Regions from separate parts of the Mus musculus genome. Here region 1 is linked to region 2. Evidence: chromatin contacts called from public promoter capture Hi-C data. All regions are on one chromosome and are shown on one strand. The core of a region is the stretch at or near the end of the contact, and the rest is flanking DNA. Distances in the headings are between cores, read along the strand shown.

What was found. Promoter capture Hi-C pulls out the DNA fragments that hold promoters and counts their contacts.
Region 1: a promoter capture Hi-C map of the HPC-7 cell line shows a contact between it and region 2. The contact joins two enhancer-like sites. A contact is called at or near these places in 16 of 39 promoter capture datasets (the 3T3-L1 cell line, 3T3-L1-derived adipocytes, the C10 cell line and 11 more), 1 of 484 Hi-C or Micro-C datasets (bone marrow-derived macrophages) and 8 of 115 datasets of contacts at active chromatin or transcription factors (the 230-238 cell line, bone marrow-derived dendritic cells, double positive thymocytes and 3 more).

What each region holds. Positions count from the first base shown.
Region 1 is chr13:52,577,415-52,580,427 of GRCm38.p6, reverse strand. No RefSeq gene overlaps it. Among named protein-coding and RNA genes, the nearest start is that of Gm2848, 5.7 kb to the right of the region's middle. Within about 2 kb of position 1,442, at least 23 of the 459 cell types and tissues checked have an H3K27ac peak or open chromatin away from gene starts, as enhancers often do. A contact at or near this core is called in the HPC-7 cell line and bone marrow-derived macrophages, where this site is marked.
Region 2 is chr13:51,815,195-51,818,252 of GRCm38.p6, reverse strand. No RefSeq gene overlaps it. Among named protein-coding and RNA genes, the nearest start is that of Sema4d, 23 kb to the right of the region's middle. Within about 2 kb of position 1,387, at least 84 of the 459 cell types and tissues checked have an H3K27ac peak or open chromatin away from gene starts, as enhancers often do. A contact at or near this core is called in the HPC-7 cell line and bone marrow-derived macrophages, where this site is marked.

The DNA.
Region 1 (3,013 bases), core at 193-2,692, 760 kb before region 2:
CAGAAACCTAGATTGTAATTAGTCCTTGAATGGCTTTAAGGTACATGTTCAGTTTAGGTGCTTAAAGTAGGCTGGTGATATGAATTAGAGTACAATTTCTTTATTTTACTCTACTGTTTCTCTGAATTGTATTCATTTGTTTGTTTATTTTGCTCTGTGCTTTTGGTTTTTTGTTTTGTTTTGGATTTTTTTTGTTTTTGTTTTGGTTTTTTAGTTGTGTGTGTGTGTGTGTGTGTGTTATGGCAATTATCTCAGGAGCACCACATTACACATTTTAAAATACATAACTTATATTTGTCAGTTGAACTTCAATAAACCTGAACTTTTTGCATGTAGAGCTTGGCAGACAAAATTTCACCTTTTAAGTGCTGGAGAGATGGTTCAACAATGAAGAATGATTGCTGTGCATGGTAGGCGGTCAGAATTCAGATTCCCGGCACGCACATGGTGGCTCACAACTGTCTTTAACTCCAATTCAAGAACCCCTTGGGTACTGCGTGCAGGAAAATACTCATATACATTTTTTAAAATCTGAAATAATTTAAACCTTCCAATAAAAGTAAACACAATGCCTTGTTCACCTTAGCCTTACACTTTCTTCTCTAGTTCTTTTTACAGTAGAATTGTTTCTTCAGACCTCTCTTCCCTGAGGTTTATTTTAACTTGGTATATGATATGACACATAAGTTAATAGTTGTCTTCAAAATGAAGATATAATGAAACCAGTTTGTTTCTTAGTCTTCCCCTTTCCCTCCCTCCCTCCCCCTCCCTCCATTGCTCCCTCCTACTCCCCCATGATGTGTGTATGATGTATCCACAGGCATATGTACACAGTGTAGACGTGCAGTCCATTCTCTCCTTCCACCTTTACAGCTTGAGGGTATGGAACTCAGGACATCAGCCATGTGAGGCAAGTGCTGAGAGCCTTCACCCACCAAGTCCTCTCACAGGCCCAATGATACCAATTGTAATACTCAAGCCTTCTACCCTGAGTTATGATGCACAAAGCAGATTCCTCTAGTAATTGTCACACTGGGTCTATTTCTAGCCTTGGTCCATGGATCAATCATTTCTCTCTCTCTCTCTCTCTCTCTCTCTCTCTCTCTCTCTCTCTCTCTCTCTCTGTTTTTTTATGAACATATGTGGTTTTTAAAAATGGGTACTTGTGGAAAGACAGTGTCAAGAGAAGGAGAGGACAAACAAGCCAGGAACAAGACAGCAGTGGCAGCATCACTGTGCAAAGTGCTCCAAGAGCTGAAGACAGCAGCAAAGACTCCGATTTCAAAGGGCAGGGAGAACTCAACCATCTGTCCAGGGAAGAAGTAGAGCTGGGGAAGAGGAGAATGAGAAGATGCTTCCGTTATTGGATACAGGGATGCAGAGTAAGGCAACAATGAGCTTCCACCACAGAGCTATGGGACTAGTCAAAATACAGATGCTGACACCATCAAATGCTGGCAGGATGGGGAACAGCTGGTGCTCTGCCACTGCCAGTGAGAGCAAAATGGTGAGGTCACTTTGGGGCAGATTTTATTTGCCTGTATATGAGTTTTGCTGTGAGCCCAGAACTGTTCAAAAAAAATTATCTTTGATTTTGTTAAAATGCCTGAAGTAAACACAAATATCCAGAAAATAAAAAGACAACAAATTCAGAACTTTTACCTGAGGCGCCTATTGTAATTTGTCCAACTCAGAGGCTTGTGTTTGAACACTTGGTCTCCAGCCTGTGGTCCTGCTTAGGAAGTTAGGAAGTAGGGCTTCATGAGATGAAGTGGGTCCTGTGTGTGTATGTGTATGTGTGTGACTGTGTGTGCATGTATGTATGACTGTGTGTATGAGCATATGTGAGTGTGTGTGTGTGTGTGTGTGTGTGAATATCCATGAATGTGTGTGAATGTGCATATGCAGTGTGTGAGTATGTGTGCATGTGTGTGAGTGTGTGTGCATGTGTGTTAGTGTGCATGCGTGTGAGTATGTGTGCATGTGTGTATGTATGCATGTGTGTGAGTGTATGTGAATATGCATGTGTGTGAGTGTGCATGTGTGTAAGTGTGTGTGAATATGCATGTTTGTGTGCATGTGTGTGAGAGAGTGTGCATGTGTGTGTGAGTGTGTGTGTGTGTGTGTGTGTGTGTGTGTGTGTGTGTGTGTGTGAGGCTTGAGGATTTAGAGATGGGACTGCTTTTGTCCTCTCTGCTTCTGGTCCATGGAGATCTGAGCGAGCCACTTTGAAGCCCTGTCACCACAGCCACAGGCCATTTCTGTCACACTTCTCAAGCTGCGGGCCAGAAGAGGCCCCTCCTTCCCTGCACTGCTCTTGACAGGCTTTTATTCACAGCCATGAGAGAAGTAGCCGAGGCAGTGACCACAGAGCTCTCTTCCCATGCACACACTTGACAACGACCTCACTTGAACTAGAATACCCTCCCTAGATACCCTATGTCCATAAGAAGAGGACAGTTTCACCTAACAGAATAAACATCTAAGGTGAGCTGACTTTATGGAAATGACTATCACAAATGAGCTGCTTTCTGGAACTACCACTCTTACTAAAGGAAAACAAGCAGTTTGGGCCCTTTTGCCAGGCAGTCAGCTTGAATGTCAGAGTTAACTCCTCACTGAGCCTGGAGATAACACCCTCTACTGCTCTGCTATGACCTGACTCCCACAGTGCTTCTTGTATGAAGGTTAGGTCAACAAGCTCTCTTCTTTTTAGCTACAATCTCTCAACTAGTTATTCTTAGCTCTGGAGTTAAAGGGCTCTGTTAACTTCGGGGCCTTTCCCCCAATGTTTCTGAGAGGAGTCAGCAAGGAATAAATAGGCAGTTGGGGAAGAGGCTGGAGGGAAAGAGATAACATTCCTACATAGCAGCTTGACTAGGAAGAGAGCTGACAACACCGCAGCCTCCCTCTGCAGCTTGGGTGCCTCCTTACTCACTGTGGTTATCTTCCTGGGCCAAGGACTGTCCAAAGGAAGGGATGACTGAATGGGAGAGAAGCAGGGGGAAGCGGG
Region 2 (3,058 bases), core at 138-2,637:
GGTGCCTATTTCCCTCCTCATCATGGAATGAGGCTCACACATCCTCTGGCCCAGCCACATCATCTGCCTGGTCTTAGCCTCAGGGAGTCTTTTGTTTGAATTGTTTATGGTCTGTACAGTCATGTACATGCCTACAGGACCTACAGATACTGGGGCAGTAATGGCCATGCCTAGCTATAGTTTGAAAGAAGGACACCAAGACTCAAATCTGGGCTGTTCTAGGTACTGCCTCCTGGTCAAGTGTATGCTATGCGGGTTTTATGATTTTTGTAAATGACTTAATTCCTCTAAAAAGAAACGAGTTCCTTGTTCGGGGAAATGGTCCCAAATGGAGCTGGGCAGAGCATTTAGTCAGTAAAGTACTTGCCTTGCAGGCATAAAGAACTGAGTTCAGTTCCAGCAGCTACAGAATAAAAAGCTAGATGTGGTGATTTGCCCTAGCAATCTAAGTGCCGGAGGGGCCAGGCAGCCTAACCAGTGAGTCCCTGGGTCAGTGGGAAAACCAGCTCAAAAAATAGATAGTTCCTGAGTTCTCTAGCTGAAAAACAGACAGACGACAGGCAGGCAGGCAGGCAGGCAGGCAGGCAGGCAGGCAGGCAGACAGACAGACAGACAGACAGACAGACACACACACACACACACACACACACACACACACACACACACACACACAGCAGTATATGTTCACAAAAAAAGGAAAGAAAAGGAAGGAAAACTGTCCCATGAAGTGGAATGGGGAAGCCTGACTCAATCACACTACTGCCTACTGCCTCAGATGGTCAAGTTCAGAAGCAATCAGTGAGGCCCTAAGACAGCAGCATAGACAGTGATCCACAGTCCATGGCTCTCTGCAGACAGAGCCTAATGCAGGCAAGTGGCTGTTCTTATCAAGTGTCTATAGCTGCTTCTGAGAGGCCTGGTGCTCACACCAGGCTAAAATTCACCAAGCAAGTCCTATGGTCTTAAAAACAAAAACAAAGCAAAAAATCAAGCATGGTTTCCGAATCTTGCTTTCCGGTCAACCATGGAACCTGAGGGTCAAGAACAAAACTAGGCAGCCATGAAGAATGCTCTCTGCTGTTGGCTGGGGAGCCCAATTTCATTGTGGACTTGCCTTGATTCTATTTCAAAGACCAGATAGAAATGTGTGCCGGAATTATCTTTCCTTCAGTCGTGTAAATGACATCATGGCATAGAAACGTACTTGTGTTCATTTAGAAAGAGCAGAAATTGTATTCCCACCCCCCTCAACGTGATGAATGCCATCTTAGGAAAATCGGGCCCAGAGCAGCCAGCCATCTGGCAAGGCTTGTTATTATGCATGGCCCAACCTCATGCGTGTTATCCTGGGTGTGCACACATGTTATGTGTTTACGGCAGGAGCCCCTGGGCTGCTCTCTTGCCTTGAAGACTGTAAGCAAAGAGGTGGGTCTAAATCATAGCTCTGTCCTACCCTGTGCAAAGCAGTGTCTCTTAACTGTGTCCCTGGTTGGGGATGTCACCAATTATAGTCTGAAAACATGCTGCATTGTGTCCAGCCAGGCCAAGAGGCAGCCCTTTCTGCTCTGGAAAATGGCTGTTCCCGCCAGCCCTTCAGCTGCCTCCTGCCTGGCAGCCTGCCTATGATAGATAGCTCCTCTGCAGATGGTCCAAGTTACCAGACAGAGCCAGGCTCAGAACTACCCATGGACCTAAGATGACTTCTCTCTGATCTATTCTTCTGGGAGCATGATTCCAGAGAAACCTATCAGTTTGCCTCTGAGATCCCATAAATCCTCGCCTGGAGTTCTTCATTTGGATGTCACCCTTCTGTGTCGCTGTCATATCAGACAACTCTTGACACAGGGCTGAGGGCCTCCTTCCCATCCCATGAGAACAGGAAGCACTGTTGTGTCTGGGTCTCCCACTGAAGCCGGATGGAGCTCATGAGTGACTCATTATTTTCTGTACGTTTATTTATATTCTAACTGATAAACACAATACTTTAAAGTCAGAAGACCTTCGCCTCGGGAGGATGAGGCAAGGCAAGGAAATAAAGTGCTGGAAGTTATTAAAGGACAGAGAAGAAAGCAAAGCAAAACCAGCTGGGAACAGAAAATAAGGAAGTTGAGGAGAGTAAGCAGGTACCTTGTAGTCTCAGCTACCGGAGAGGCTGAGGCAGGGGGAGCTCTTGAGCCAGGGTGTTTAAGACTAGACTAGGTGTGATGATTTGACTAGGTTTGGCCCAGGGAGTGGCACTATTTGGAGGTGTGACCCTGTTGGAGTGGGTGTGGCCTTGGAGTGGGTATGTCACGGTGGGCGTGGCCTTTAAGACCCTCATCCTAGCTGCCTGGAAGCCAGTATTCTGCTAGCAGCCTTCAGATGAAGATGTAGAACTCTCAACTCCTCTTGTACCAAGCCTTCCTAGATGCTACCATGTTCCTGCCTTGATGATAATGGACTGAACCTCTGAACCTGTAATCCAGCCCCAATTAAATGGTGTCCTTATAAGAGTTGCCTTGGGATGGGCAGTGGTGGCACACACTTTGGGAGGCAGAGGCAGGTGGATTTCTGAGTTCGAGGCCAGCCTGGTCTACAGAATGAGTTCCAGGACAGCCAGAGCTATACAGAGAAACCCTGTCTCAAAAAAAAAAAAAAAAAAGAGTTGCCTTGGTCATGGTGTTTGTTCACAGCAGTAAAACCCTAACTAAGACACTAGGGCAACAAAGTAAGACTCCGAGAGGCGGGGTGGGGGTGGGGGGTGGAGCAGGGGGTTGGGGGGCGCTTGGCAGTTAAGGCATTTGTTGCTCTTCCAGAGGACCCAAAGTTGGTTCCCAGCATCTATATGGGATGGTTCACAATCTCCTGTAATGAAAACTCCAGGGAATGCAAAGCTGTTCTGGCTGCTGCAGGCGTATGCACACACACATGCAAACATACATGCATACACACACACACACACACGTAAAATTTAAAATATTTCCTTTTCAAAAGAAATAAATGAGAGAGGCTGAGGAGATGGCTCAGTTGTTAACGTGCCTGCTGCTCAAGTATGAATATCAAGGTTTAGACACCCCCA